Linked DNA regions of Mus musculus: all the other regions are linked to region 4. Evidence: chromatin contacts called from public Hi-C, HiChIP or PLAC-seq and promoter capture Hi-C data. All regions are on one chromosome and are shown on one strand. Each heading gives the region's core, a stretch centred on a gene start, on an enhancer-like site or on the middle of the called end of the contact. The rest is flanking DNA. Distances are from core to core; before and after follow the strand shown.

Evidence for each region. Hi-C and Micro-C count contacts between places; a contact is called where the count stands out from the background. HiChIP or PLAC-seq counts read pairs in DNA pulled down with a chosen protein or histone mark. Capture Hi-C pulls out chosen DNA fragments and counts their contacts.
Region 1: a contact with region 4 is called in a Hi-C map of muscle stem cells, with 2.0 times the contacts expected there. The contact joins two enhancer-like sites. A contact is called at or near these places in 1 of 15 datasets of contacts at CTCF or cohesin (the NIH/3T3 cell line), 18 of 484 Hi-C or Micro-C datasets (cerebral cortex, cranial neural crest, embryonic fibroblasts and 5 more), 6 of 115 datasets of contacts at active chromatin or transcription factors (the NIH/3T3 cell line, embryonic fibroblasts, embryonic stem cells and 2 more) and 1 of 9 other capture datasets (embryonic stem cells).
Region 2: a Hi-C map of muscle stem cells shows a contact between it and region 4, with 1.6 times the contacts expected there. The contact joins two enhancer-like sites. A contact is called at or near these places in 3 of 484 Hi-C or Micro-C datasets (cerebral cortex, embryonic stem cells and muscle stem cells) and 3 of 115 datasets of contacts at active chromatin or transcription factors (embryonic stem cells, kidney and large pre-B cells).
Region 3: a promoter capture Hi-C map of adipose tissue shows a contact between it and region 4. The contact joins two enhancer-like sites. A contact is called at or near these places in 1 of 484 Hi-C or Micro-C datasets (nephron progenitors) and 2 of 9 other capture datasets (adipose tissue and pancreatic islet).
Region 5: an H3K27ac HiChIP or PLAC-seq map of extraembryonic endoderm stem cells shows a contact between it and region 4, with 4 times the contacts expected there. The contact joins the promoter of Parva here to the enhancer-like site in region 4. A contact is called at or near these places in 3 of 39 promoter capture datasets (cranial neural crest, maxillary cranial neural crest and second pharyngeal arch cranial neural crest), 7 of 115 datasets of contacts at active chromatin or transcription factors (craniofacial prominence, embryonic forebrain, embryonic stem cells and 3 more) and 3 of 9 other capture datasets (adipose tissue, embryonic stem cells and pancreatic islet).

What each region holds. Positions count from the first base shown.
Region 1 is chr7:112,466,758-112,469,457 of GRCm38.p6, reverse strand. All of the region lies in intron 1 of Parva (parvin, alpha), which reads right to left. Among named protein-coding and RNA genes, the nearest start is that of Gm45998, 17 kb to the right of the region's middle. Within about 2 kb of position 1,422, at least 166 of the 459 cell types and tissues checked have an H3K27ac peak or open chromatin away from gene starts, as enhancers often do. A contact at or near this core is called in the NIH/3T3 cell line and muscle stem cells, where this site is marked.
Region 2 is chr7:112,812,577-112,815,276 of GRCm38.p6, reverse strand. The region is part of intron 2 of Tead1 (TEA domain family member 1); the gene reads right to left. Among named protein-coding and RNA genes, the nearest start is that of Tead1, 130 kb to the right of the region's middle. Within about 2 kb of position 1,351, at least 38 of the 459 cell types and tissues checked have an H3K27ac peak or open chromatin away from gene starts, as enhancers often do. A contact at or near this core is called in muscle stem cells, where this site is marked.
Region 3 is chr7:112,759,575-112,762,274 of GRCm38.p6, reverse strand. It overlaps Tead1 (TEA domain family member 1), which reads right to left. Exons shown (of 13, transcript NM_009346.4): 2 at 2,636-2,700. Among named protein-coding and RNA genes, the nearest start is that of Tead1, 82 kb to the right of the region's middle. Within about 2 kb of position 1,329, at least 98 of the 459 cell types and tissues checked have an H3K27ac peak or open chromatin away from gene starts, as enhancers often do. A contact at or near this core is called in adipose tissue, where this site is marked.
Region 4 is chr7:112,619,643-112,622,342 of GRCm38.p6, reverse strand. No RefSeq gene overlaps it. Among named protein-coding and RNA genes, the nearest start is that of Gm24154, 2.8 kb to the right of the region's middle. Within about 2 kb of position 1,277, at least 28 of the 459 cell types and tissues checked have an H3K27ac peak or open chromatin away from gene starts, as enhancers often do. A contact at or near this core is called in the NIH/3T3 cell line, adipose tissue and muscle stem cells, where this site is marked.
Region 5 is chr7:112,426,314-112,429,013 of GRCm38.p6, reverse strand. Parva (parvin, alpha) reads right to left here and starts at 1,308. Exons shown (of 13, transcript NM_020606.5): 1 at 914-1,308. The coding sequence starts at 1,049.

The DNA.
Region 1 (2,700 bases), core at 173-2,672, 150 kb after region 4:
GGAGAAGGCTCTTTCTTGAAAGCCTTGTGTATCATTGTGTCAGCACTGACTTTTCTAAGCATGCTGTAGGCTTCATACATCATTTGATTCCAACTTCACAGACGCTACGTAGGCCATCCATGACCCACCAACTCAACGCAGCCTGACTATGAGGAGATGATCAGAAGCACCCAACTTCCTGGAAATATAAGCTCTAGGGGCTGGACAGATGGCTCAGTGGTTAGGAGCACTTGTTGCTCTTCCAGAGGACCTGGGTTTGATTCCTAGCCACATGGTGGCTCACACCCATCTGTAACCCTAGTCCTAGAAGATCAGGTACTTTTTTTGTTTTGTTTTGTTTTGTTTTGTTTTTTGCCTCTGTGAGCACTATATGAATAAGACGCACAGATATACAAGCAGGCCAAAAATGTTCATCACACCAAAAAAAAAAAAAAAAAAAGGCAAAAATTTTAGAAAGAAAATATAAGAACCAAGGAAAGCCTGAAACCTATCCCTACCACAAGGAGATTAGGAATCTGGGCCCACCTAAGGAAATGTGGTCCCGGAGCAGAGAAAGATGGTTCTTAGGTAAGAAGAGCTAAGAGAATCCAAACAAAGTGTGGGTGTGTCCTCTAGTGAAAGCTGTGCATCAGTACTGGCTCACCCACTGTAACCAAGGTCTCCCACCAGCGTGAGTCTACAGTAGGGGGAAGGGTATGAGATATACATGAGGACCCTGTATTAGCCCCATATATTCTCTATAAATTCAAGTCTTCTCCAAAAAAAAAACAAATTAAAGCCTATTTTAAAATTATTACTGTTCACCTAAATATCTAAAGGAAAAGAAATGAAGGGATCTTTTAAAAGAACAAAGAAAGAAAAACCTTTGAGACAGTCTTTCATTGAGCCTAGAGTTGTGTTTTCAGGCTACATTGGCAACCAGTAAGCCCTAGTGACGTGACATGGATGTTATTACACATGTGCCCACACATGTGGAGATCAGAGGAGAACTTTCTGGAGTCTGTTTTCTCCTACCATGGGTTCTGGGGGACAGAATTCAGGACACAGGCTTTCATAGTAAGTAAGTACTTTTACCATTCTGTCAAGCCAGTCTTCAGCTTCCGATTCTGCCCCTTCCACTTCCCATTGCCTGGGCCTCCCGAGTGCTGGGACCACAGGCTTGCACCACGATGCTCAGGCTTATGCAGTACTGGGGTGGCACCCAGGGCTTTGGGTACACTAACTGGGTGAGCTCTCTGCCATCTGAGCCTCTTGGTTTTACACAAAGGTTCCATGTGATGAGTCACTAAAAATGGTTCTACGGTGATTTTTCCCCCTGTTTTATTTTCACATTTGAAGCTAAGATGGTTGTGGTGGTGGAGGATCCTCGGCTGTGTCCAGGGAAGGAAGGACACGGGTTTTGGAGTGAGCAATCTGGCAGGCTCAGCGTGAATCACAGACTGGTTGCGGGCACTGGGCCCTATTGAGATTTGCCGGTGATGCGTCCAGAGAGAGGAGGAGAAACAAGCAAGAGAGAACCAACTTCCCTAAAAGGAGAAAGCAAGAGGCCTTGTGTAGGACCCCTTGGATCCAGCCACAACCAATCAAATGTATCCACGGCTGAGCCCCAAATGTACGCCTGGAACAGGCTGGGCTGGCCCTCTGCAGACCGGCCTGACAGCTAGTCAAGGGAAAACAACCGCAGCACAGGAGGCGAAGCAGCTGGCTGGGGCCCTGGCTAAGGGAGGGGAAAGGCTTAGAGGGAGTTTCCTGAGAGCTGAAAAGAGCTAGGGTGTTTCACACAGGAGGCTTGGAAGCTAAATCTTGAATCCCAGGCAGAACAAAGGAGATCCCACATCAGTCTGAGGGCCATCCAATCCCTGATCCACAGTCCCTGGACCATACTGACTAAGGGTCCTGGGACTGCATATCCAACCACGCTCCCTGAATTTTGTAGCTTCCCCTGGTCTCCATGGTCAGTTAAAATCAGGACTCAGTGTGCCACCTGGAAAAATGCTTGCTATCTGCATTCCTCGAAGCTAGGGACATGTCAGCAAGTCCAGTCACTCCTCCAAAGGCATGATATCATTCCACATAGCCTGGCAAGCAATCTCTCTAAAGAGACTTCCTCCTCTTCCTCTTCCTCTTCCTCCTCCTCCTCTTCCTCCTCCTCCTCCTCCTCTTTCCTTTTGAAACAGGTTCTCATGATGGAGTCCTATCTAGCCTAGAACTCACTATGTAGACCAGGCTGGTGTTGAACTCACAGAGATCTGCTTCTGCCTCCCAAGTGCTAAGATTTAAAACACTCACTACACCTGGAAAAAAAACCAGACTTACAATTTCTCAGCCAAAGGTTATAACAGAATGTGCTACAGTTAAGGATATTTGGTACAAAAATGTTGTTTGTATTCCTCTTTCTGCTGCAACCAATTACCACATATTTAGTGGCTTAAAACAACGCACATTCATTATTTCACAATGGTGGAGGTCAGAAGTCACAATAGGTCTCACTGGGCTGGAGTCAGGACGTCAGCAGGCCCATGTTCTCTTCTGGAGGCTCTGAGGAGAATCTCTGCCCTTCCCTTTTTCAGGTGCTGGTGGCCTCCAACATGGCTTGGCTCATGGCTCCTCACCCTGTGTTTACAGTCTGTCCTGTCACATATCTCTGACCTCTCGTCCCTGGCCACACCTCCCTGTAGCTCTCAGGTCCCTCTCCTCCAC
Region 2 (2,700 bases), core at 102-2,601, 190 kb before region 4:
AAACACAAGAGGAGGAACAGGTGACAAGATTTTGGGGGGGTTTGTTTGTTTATTTAAGAAACTGTTTTGGGTTTTGGTTGATAGCTTTATGGTGAGGCATGTGGTATATGGTACTGCTCTGACACACACTATAGATTGACAGCATTGGGCTAATGCATACCTGTTCATTTCACCATTTGCCACTGAGAAACAAATGCAACTTCTTACCAGTATGAAAACACCCTGAGGAATAACGCCTAGGCTAACACGACTTAACACTACAGCTGTTGCCAGATCTTCCCTGCAACAGTGCCTCTGAGATTCCATCACACAGAGGGGGTGCATGTTTTCCAGTAGGAAAAGCAAGGGTCGACAGGTCAAGGTGGTACATGCCTTTAATTCCCAGGAGGCTGAGGCAGGTGGATCTCTATGAATTCCAGAGAGAGGCAAGGCCACATACTGGAGACCCTGTCACAAACAAACATACAAACAAACAAAAACCCAGAAAAGCGTAGTTTGCTGGTCCCCTCGCATTCAGGGCAGCTGTTGGATACTGGATAAGAAAGGCATGCTTTCTGAGACAGTGGAAGCCACATGCAACTAGAGGTAGGATTTAAAGAGGTGGGGATGTAGCTACATGCACTAAGGCCTGGGTTGAACCCCCAGGACCACACTGAACAGACATAGCAGCACGCACCTGTGGTCCCAGCACTCAGGAAGGGGAGGCAGGAGGACCAGGAAAGAGTTCACGGTTCTCGGCAGCTAATGAGATGGGTAAAGGTGCTTGTGGCCAAGCCTGACACCCTGAGTTCAGTCCCGAGGACCCACAAGATTGAAAGGGGAAGAAACCAAAGTCCCACAAGTCATCCTCTAACTGCCATACACCTACTGTGGCGCTCACCGGAGTGTGTGCATACAGAGTAAGTACAATGTAATTAAAAAATTTAACGTCCCTATAATGAAGAGCCTTATGTCTAATCAGCGCCAAGAATCACTTGTGGAAAATCTGCCAGGTACCCCGAGGCAGTCTTTTCACTGGTGTTTAACAATTTCAGGCACAGGGCATCACATTCCCTGTGATGGGGAAGCAGAGCCTGAGATCCATGTTGCCCCATAGCACAGCGGATCAACTGATGCTAGCCTGGTCTATCAGACCCTACTACCCATGCTGAGTGCCAGATGCCCATGGCTACCTCCAGGTCACACCCACAGCACACATAACGAAGTTAGGGTGAACAGCTGAAGCTTATTACTCACCACGGGGGGGGGGGGGGGGAATCAGCTCTGACTTAAACCTCACCCTGTCCTCTCCTCTCCACGGAGTCATCGACTCGTCTCCCATACCTCAGATGGTTTTACTCCACACTGTAATAATGTCCCAGGGCTGGTAGCCAACCACTTACTCACAGGATTTCACAATATCTAATTTGATCCAAGCTGTCCTTCTTGGACTCAAACTTCAAATTCTCATTCCTCAAAAGGTAACGATTGCAACTCAATTGAAAAACAAACAAACAAACAAAAAACATCTATTAAATCCTTACATAATTACATGTGTCATGTCCTCAAACACAGCCTTGCCCAAGGCAAGCTCAAGGTACTCTCTGTGAAACAAGTACCCAACCGGTAAACACAAAGAAGGACCTGTTAATTTGGTTTAGAAAATGCTGTGGAGGCACCTCAGGAGTTTTGAAAACCAAAGAATCAAGAACGGCTATTGTGACATGCCAAGAACATGCCAAGTAAAAAACCAGGATAAATTAAAATTGCCAAGTGTGATTGTACAGTAACTATGTATGATAAAAGAGGCCGGGGCAGGGAGGCAGCAGGGGTGAACCACACGGCTACGGTATAAACAGCATTTAATTTTTGTTTGATTTTATCTTTGCACGCGTGTATATATGCAGGTGTGTACAAGTGACTGTCAATGCCAGAAGAGGGCACCAGAGTGCCCGATCCCCTAGAGCTGAAGAGACTGGTGACCGTGAGCCTCCCAACATGGGTGCCAGGAACCAAGCAGTCTTGACTGCTGAGACATCTCTCTCCAGCCCCACTGTGACACACTTTCACACAGGAAAAAACTCTACCATGGTGGGCTGGGGTTATTTCCCTAGAAACATGGTGACAGGAGACAACTGAGTTTCAAGAAGCTGATGGAACATTCTGGGTATCTTCCATAGCAAGAGACTTGACGATAAATCCTACATGCTCCGATTTTACAGGCCTTGATGTCAAGTTCCTAAAAACAAATTTCACAAACAGCTGCCTAAGGCTCTCCTTTACGTCACCTTGGTTCAGGTACAGGGGCATCCAGCCCTGTATCATTTAGATCCTAGGACACCTGAGGAGCAGAGAGGAGGCCGGGCTGCACTCTGCTGCATCTCTCTGCAGGCTAGAACACAATGTTCATAATTAAGACTATCTGAATTCCTCCCTGAATATTTTCTCTCTTTTTTTTCTTTCCTTCAACTCATTGATAAAGTCTTGATTAAAAATACAGACGTTTTGTCATCCTTACTACATTAACCTCATCTCCAAACTCTTCTGGCTGGATGAGAGCTAATGCTGCTGCCTCTGTCTGGTCAATTATTACATGGACACGAGGGACCAATTAATGCCATCCATAAAAGCCTGAATCATTCTGTCAATTAACGAGAGCTAACTATGTCATCAGATATATTACTGGTGAGCAAGTCTATTTGGTTGCAGTGTGTCTTGGAG
Region 3 (2,700 bases), core at 80-2,579, 140 kb before region 4:
TGCTAGCAAAAGCTTGATCACGAAGGGTGACCCTGGCCTTACATGGGCTCACATGACTCTGTCTCCGACTGGCTGAGGTAGCACTAAGGAGAGTCAACTTTCTCTGACAAAGTTAAAGCAGATCCCCTAAAGGGAGGCCCAGTCTCCAATTCAACTAGCCCAGGAACTACCACACTTCCCTCCAAGATAGCCTGAGGCATTCTATCTTATGCCACAAGACAGGGAGCCAAGGGGAGTGCTTCCTCCCTGGACAGATGGAGATACTGCAAGGCCAATGCAGAAAACCCATCTCTTCCTGATCAGGGGACAAAACCATGCAGGTTGTGTACTCTCTGGCCCTGTGAAACCCACAACCATACTAGACTCTTCCTCCCTAGTGAGGAAAAACGGTTGCCTCATTTTAAATCTGGCTGGCCACCAACAGACAGTAATCGGATAGTGTTAACTTAAGGAGAAAGACACCCATACTCAAAAACAGATACAACTGGGAAGTACTGGGAACTGAGTTACCCTCGTCCTAGACACATATCCCACAGCCAACACCAAACTTACCAATATCTAATCACCCTGCTGAATTCCACCCCTCAAAACCACAATATCCTAGATGGCAAGTCTCCAAGGACCTGTTGTCCTCATTTATTTGATCATCTTTCCCAGGAGCCCAAAACTACATTAACACCAAGCACAAATGTGATCAGGTTAATAGCTGATAGAATAACTCCAATCTGAAGCTTCCATGGATTCAGTTCTCAGCAAGAGATCTTAAAAATCATTTTCACATAAAAAGTTTACAATTGAGTTATAGGCAAAGTGGGCAACTATTTACAAAGGAAAATCTCAATGGAGGGGGAAAAAACATTTTCAAAGGCACGATCTCATTAGATAGCTTAGGCTGGCTCTAATTCTCACTCTCCTTCTGCCTTAGACTCCTGAGTGTTGTTGGGATTATAGATGTACACCACCAAATGTCTTACGCCATTAATTTAGATTAAAACAACCTGTGAGCAAAGAAGTGGGAGCTTCACAATGCAACATCCCAAAGCTATGCTTCAAGGGAAAGCTGAGGAAGGAGAAGCCGGGGAAGAAAGGACGGACGCAGGATCCACCCACAGCAGCTGAGCAACCGGTTTCGGCCCGACTTCACTACCCTAGATAAAAAGAGGATTCTCTGGCTATAGCAGAAACTCACAAGAGCATAAAACAAATGCCACAAGTTTGGGTTCTCACTCCCGAGTGCATGACAGGCTGAGAGGCTCAGTGCCACAGAAAGCAAAAGTGTCTTTGTTTCCATTACATCATCCGTGGTGAAGGGGGAGGGCAGGCAGGGCACAGCTGGTGGCAGCTGTGCTACCATCTGCTCTCCTCTCAGAAGTCTTTGCTGGTCTGAGCACAGCCTCCTTGGGCTCCTGACAGAGACACGCGGGGTTAAAGGTACAACACCCTATTACAGAAATAGTGGGAATTACTGAGAAATAAATCACTCCTCTGTTGAGTTAAGAGCCTCGGGTAGTGGATGAGCCAGTGTTGGTGGAATTTATGCTGGCTGCATCTCTTTAGACTTGGTGACAACACAAACTCTGTCAACTCAGTTAGACAAGCACTATGTACAAGTGACCACCTGCCACCTACTTTCCTAAAGGTAGATAGCCAAAAAACCCGCAAGTCTGCATGCAGCTGGGAGCATTCTGGAAAGAGAATGTCCCCAACCTGTGGAGGGAAGCTTCACACCAGCTAGGGTGGGGACATTCGCTGTCAGCAACCAGAGCCATTTGGAAAGCTGGGCCTGCCTTCCTTGCCTCATGCAGCTTTCCCCAGAACCTACTCAGAGGACAGTCATAGAGGAAGGGGAAGCTGGGAGCTGGGAGCTGGGCACATGAATTGGGGCTGGGGAAAAACAGATGGGACAGGACAGGACACACAACAACGTCTTAACTAGCCATTCAGCTGCAAGTTAGAAGCAAGAATGGAAACAGGCCAATCAAACCTGTGTGTGTTTTATCTGGCCAGTACAGGGCTGATCCTGAAGTGGGGGATTTCAGAATTTTTAGAGGGACATAATGTTGAGGCAGGGTCTCATTAAGTCCAGGTTGGCCAGAATTCTCTATGTAGACCTTGAACTTCTGGTCAACCTAGCTCCACTTCCTGAGTGCTGGGATTACAGGGGAGCACTACTGGGATTACAGGGGAGCACTGCCATGCCCTGTTTCCCAAGGCTGTAGATTAAACCTAGAGGTCTGTGCTGCCAGGAACAACCACATCCCCAGCCAATAAAAAAAGAATAGATTTCAAATACAAATCTAAAGCACAAGATCTTCCTGCAAGGGTGGGAAGGACTCAAGGGACTCGGTCCCACTCGACGCCAGCTATGTGGAGCCGAATGACTGAAGAATTTGTTCCCTCCTGCACGTATGCCACCGTGGCACGTGAACCTTGAGAGCATCTGCCAGAAGGCCTGTCAAGCATGAAGAGAAAACCCCCAAGGGATGGTATCCCAGGATCCTCCTCTGTAGTGGAGCCCTGGTCCCTGGGATAGCCAAATGTCATTCTACAAAGAGCAACCAGGCTGGCTTCGGAGAACATCCCCTCCCACTGCAGCAGGCTGGAGGCCCTGAAAGGAATGTTCCAGGCCACTTACCATACATTTTGCCTTCGTCTGATAAGATGATTTTTCTCCTCCCACACGGCGGATAGATAGCCAGG
Region 4 (2,700 bases), core at 28-2,527:
GAAAGGGAGAGGGAGAGGAAGGAAGGAAGGAAGGAAGGAAGGAAGGAAGGAAGGAAGGAAGGAAGGAAGGGAGAAAGAAAGGAAGGAAGAAAGAAAAAAACAAAACAAAAACCATGCTACAAAGGCAGGTGGACCCAGGAGAATTTAACCTGGCACAGTCATTATAGACATCAGTGGTAGATTTCCCAAAAAGCTAAACACAGAGAAGCACCATATGTCCCAGCGAAACCTCTCCCGGGGATCGATCTGAAGCATCTCTGTCAACAGGCCACAGCGATGCTTGCACATCTGTGTCATAATAGCCAAAATCAAACCAACCTAGATGTCCACCAACAGACGAGTGAATAAAGAGACTCTGATGCCAGTTCTGGAGAGACGGGTGGATGGCTCAGTTAAGAGTACTTGTTTTGGCTGCAAAGGACCCAGGTTCAGTTCCCTGCACCCACATGATGGCTCACAACCATTTATAAGTCCAGTTCCAGGGGAGCCCATGCCCTCTCATGGTATATATACACACAGGCAGGCAAACATGCGTAATAAACCTAAAAGAGAAAACGTGGTACATGCACAGAATGGAATTTTATGTAGCCATAAAGAAAATGAAATCGTGACATTTGTAGTCAAATGGATGCAACTGGAGATTATTAGGTTAAATGAAATAAGCCTGACTGCAGAAAGATAAATACCACATGTTTTCCCTTATGTGCAGAACCTTGAATTAAAATTGGGGTGTGTGTGCATGTGCCAGTGTGTGTGTGTGTGTGTGTGCATATGCCAGTGTGTGTGTGTGTGTGTGTCTGTGTGTGTGTGTGTGTGTGTGTGTGTGTAGGTGATGAAGCCAGCACAAGAGGTAAGGAAGAGATTTTAAGGGAGGTGAGAGATAAGATATTGGAACACATATAAGACGGCAGAAAGGGGACTATCTGGGGGAAAGAAGGAAACCAGCTGCGGGGGATGGGGAGCAACGTGAGGAACGGGAAGCAGCTGACAACAAGATAGTGACATCTATGCTATCTATGTAAGGATACTATAATGAAACCCATCACTTTGTATGCTAATTTAAAAATTAATTAAAAAACAAAATCAAAAAATACCCTAAAACAACCTTTCCCCTTTGCTCCGCTTCATCGGTCCTGTATGTAAATTGTTTCTTAGTCCATATTCCCACCGTGGTGAGGTAACGAGGCTGGTCACAGAGCCAAGGCCTGCTCAGGGTGTGCAGTGGGTGGGCACTCTCTTTCCCAACCACTGGGCTGGAAATGCTCCAGGCCACGCTCCTACAGAACTTGACTCTTCTTCCAGATGAGTGTGTCTCTGTTTCTACTGAGAGCTTTTAGCCGCGCTCTGAGGCTTGGCTTCACCAAACACAAGCACGGCGCAGTAGTGCAAACAGACAGAATCGCTGAAATACGGCTGTTTCCGGTGCCAGCTCTGTGCGGGATGCATCGTAAGGGATGGAAATCCCACAGTGTGAGAAAGATGTAAGGAAGCAGACACCGTGCTTCAGAAATCTGGCTGCCTTATGCGATAATGAACTTCTTCAGAGGGTACATTTGGTTTCACTGCTAAATATAATGGGAGATTGACAGCAGTTGCAAAAACGGCCCACATCAAGTGTGTTTCCAATATTGAGAAACCATCGAGAGGAATGATACTTGCGGTCACTGCAAATATGCATGAAGATAAGCATGCAGTTTCTCTTTCTCTTTCCCTCTCTTTCTTTCTCTGAGTCTGTGTCTTCCGTCGTCCCCCCTCCCACATGCAGTTTCTCTTTCTCTTTCCCTCCACTTTCTCTCTCTGAGTCTGTGTCTTCCGTCGTCCCCCCTCCCACATACCTCCTTCGCCCTCCCACTCCCTCTCCTTTTCCCACATCTTTCTCCTTCCCCCTCTCTGAGGGGAGGGAGGGTCTCAGGTAACTTGGGTTGATCTGAAACTCACTATGTAGGTGAGGATAACCAGGAACTGCTGATCCTTCTGCCTCCCCTCCTCCTTCATGCTGGGATTACTGTCATTAAACACAAGGTTCAGTTTATACAGTACTGGGGAATTGAACCTAGAGCCTTGTATTTGTTAAGGAAATGGTCTATCAGCTGAACCACATTCCAGCCTACAGTTGTCTCTTGATGTTAATGTCTCTCAGTATCTTTCTTGGGTGGCGATCCAATTCTTTCATCCCGGGAAGGAGAGGGATGGCCCCTGCCCCCTACTATCAGATACCGAAGACTCCATGGCTTGGGTGGCAGCAAGTCTGGCTGGGACTCAGCAATTTTTTTTAGATAGTGTCTTTGGCTTTGCATTCCACATGGTCTCTGCTGCATGGAAGTGACCCTAAGCAAATGTGGAGGCATTGATGTGACTGGGTTCTTACCAACTTTTATTGGTGGAGCAGATTTGGCTTTAGTGTGCCAACCCTGCTTCTGAGCTTATTCTATAATGAAACGCCACAACCACATGAATGGTTCCACATTCAAAGACATTTTTCTTGTGTACATGTGACTTTTAGACACAGTTTGGATCTATACAACAACTTCTTTTGAAGACAAATGTTTATTTTATGTGCATGTGGATGAGCATGTGTGTGCGTGTGTGTGCATGCATGTGTGCTGGGTGTATGTAGGAGCCCACAGAGGTCAGAAAAAGCATCAGTTCCTCTGGACCTGGAGTTAGGCAGTTATGAACCTCCACATGGGTGCTGGGAAT
Region 5 (2,700 bases), core at 59-2,558, 190 kb after region 4:
GCAGGAGGACCACAAAGTTCTGCCTGGGCTACACAAGACTAAGCACAAGGCTAAAGAGTCTCAAAAGAGAAAGAATAAGACCGCGGTGCTCACGCAGTAGACCTAAGGCCCTCTAAATCCAATCCCAGCCATGCCAAAGAGGAAAACATTTTAAACCCCTTTTTATTCACACACCTATCGCCACATTGATTTTTAGAATCATCACTGCATTTCCTACGCCCAAATGTGAGTTGTAAATTCTGCCTACGGGGGAAAAAGTACTTTCCACAGAAACTATTCTGGAAACAAAAAATGAGATTGCTGCAATTCACTGTGGTGGGAAAAAGAAATCTTTTCTTTTTCTTTAAATAAAACTTGGAATGGAATGTCCAGGTTCACAGCAGGGTCACAGTCCTTAGGTGTAGTGAGTTTATCTCACCATTCCTCAATCCCCCCCCCCCCAACTTCGGCACGTTCTTCTCTCAGTCAGTCAACTAACATTTTATACAGATCATCAAAGTCCACACAAGTCCAGGGAGCCCGCGAGAGATCCAAGGAGGCCATTGCAGCTGCAGCAAAAGACCTGAAGGCGCCCAGGAAACGACGGCGCAACAGACCAATGAAGGCTGAGAGCGGGGAATGACGGCGCCCGAGAAAACTTTCCAGCAGAAACTTGGCAAATGCCAGTCCTCGGGCGCGCAGAGGGCGGGGACAGCGGCCTAGGGGAGAGCACAGGGGACCGGCTGGGCCTGGGCTCTGGGACAACAGCCACCCAAAGCCTGGGCTCCGCCTGTGGACCAGAGATGACACCGACCCGGTTAGGGCTTTGGAGGCGACATGGGGACACTGAGAGGCGCGCCCAGGCACTGCCAGGGGGGTCTCCCACTTCCAGGCTCCCGATCCCTGCAGCGCCCACGGCCTCGGCTGTTCCTACCTTCTTTGGCTTTCTTCCTCCGGGCCAGCGTCCCTCCGAGTTTCCCCAAGAACGAGTCATCCTTCTTGCGGGACGGAGGCGACTTGGGAGTGGGTGATTTGGGGACCAAGGGCGACTTCTGTGGGGATGTGGCCATGGCGGCTGGACGCGGAGCTGGAGCTGGGCGGCCGCGGCGGGCGGCGGCGGGACTGAGGCTGCGGCTTTCCAAACGGAAGCGGAATTATTCCAGGCATTTGAGGCAGCTCGCTCGCCTTTCCCGTCCCTCGCTCCCTCCCTCGCGCCGCCCTCCGCCCTGCGAGGAGCTGCTGCGCCTGGGGCCCCCGTGCCCAGGGCTGCCCTGGCTACGAGGATGCCCTGGCTTGCCGCTTGCTGGGGGCTATAGACGCAGGGGCAAGTGCATGCTAGGGGGACGTGAGGTCTTATCTGGAGCTTGGAAGCCTTCACTTCTCTGCTTTGCATACACACACACACACACACACACACACACACACACACACACACACGCGTCAGAATCCGCAGGGAATCAGCCCTGTGACCCTATTTCCCAGCTGCTGCGGTCTCTTGCTCTACCTCCTGCATGGATGGGTTCCTATACTGTTAGTACTTTTGTCTCACAAAGAAGTCAAGGATCTAAAATGGGCTCTGGTCCCAACAGACTTCCCGTTCAACTTCTGCATGAATCTGCGGACTTCCACCTTCTCCTGTCCACACTCAAACAAAGCTGGAAGTCCACGACGGCAGACGCTCATCTATCTAGCCAAGAGCAATAGAATTAGTTCCAGACTCTCTTGACCTGACGCTGGAGTCACACCAGGCAGTTTTAAAGATTCATGCTGGAGATGTTTAGGAGTCCTGCGTACTTTTACTGTGCTTCTTCGTCCTAAGTTGTGGCTTGACCATCTCTTTCCCATTCTTTCAGGATACCTTGGTCATACACCAGCGGGAAGAGTTACATAACTGTTTCCACAGCTCTTTCCGTGATGGGGCATAAACAAATATCTATGTCTCCTTCCCAGAGCACCACCACCAAATTACCTTTTCCCTGAAATCAAGCTTGGGATCCAATGAGTTTATCAGACTTACAGAGCCTGGGGAAGGAGTCACCTACAGGAATGTGGGCGGGCCCCAAAGCAGCTGCACTACTGCAAATTTCTACCCCAGGGCGGATGACTTCCCCTAACTGTCTAAATGGAATCCCCTTCAGCTAATCTTCAACAGACTACTACTCTAACACCTCCAGTGACCACGTGGAATTAGGACAGAATGACCTAGTAGGGTTACAAGAGGGAGTGGCCAGAATTGAGATGAAAATTCAGTGACTGTCCCTGCTCCATCCTTCTATAAGGGAACATCAATAAACAGGGTCGGTCTCTAGGTCAGGAGTCGAGTGGGAAGGGAGGTCGCAAGTTCTCACATCTGCTTAGATGAAGATGGTGGCTGTCTTGCTCTGAGGAGGGCTTTCCACATGTACACTACACACACTGATGGAATCTGACTGAACCTCTGACTCAGAGGGAGCAAGATTTTGAACTGAGCTGGAGAAATCGGTCCAGCAGTTGGGCACTAGGTTGTGATCTAGTGCCCAGCTAGGCAGCAGTGTCTGTTCTCAGCCAGAGGCACGTGTTGATGAGTGACATGCATGTTGGTGATGAGAATGTGTGTCTTAACTTCCTTCCTATTGTTCTGATAAATCCCAGAACCGGAAGCAACCTAGAGAGGAGAGGGTTTATTTTACCTGTAAGGTAGCAGTCCATCACGGAGGGAAGTCAAGGCAGGAGTCTGGAGGC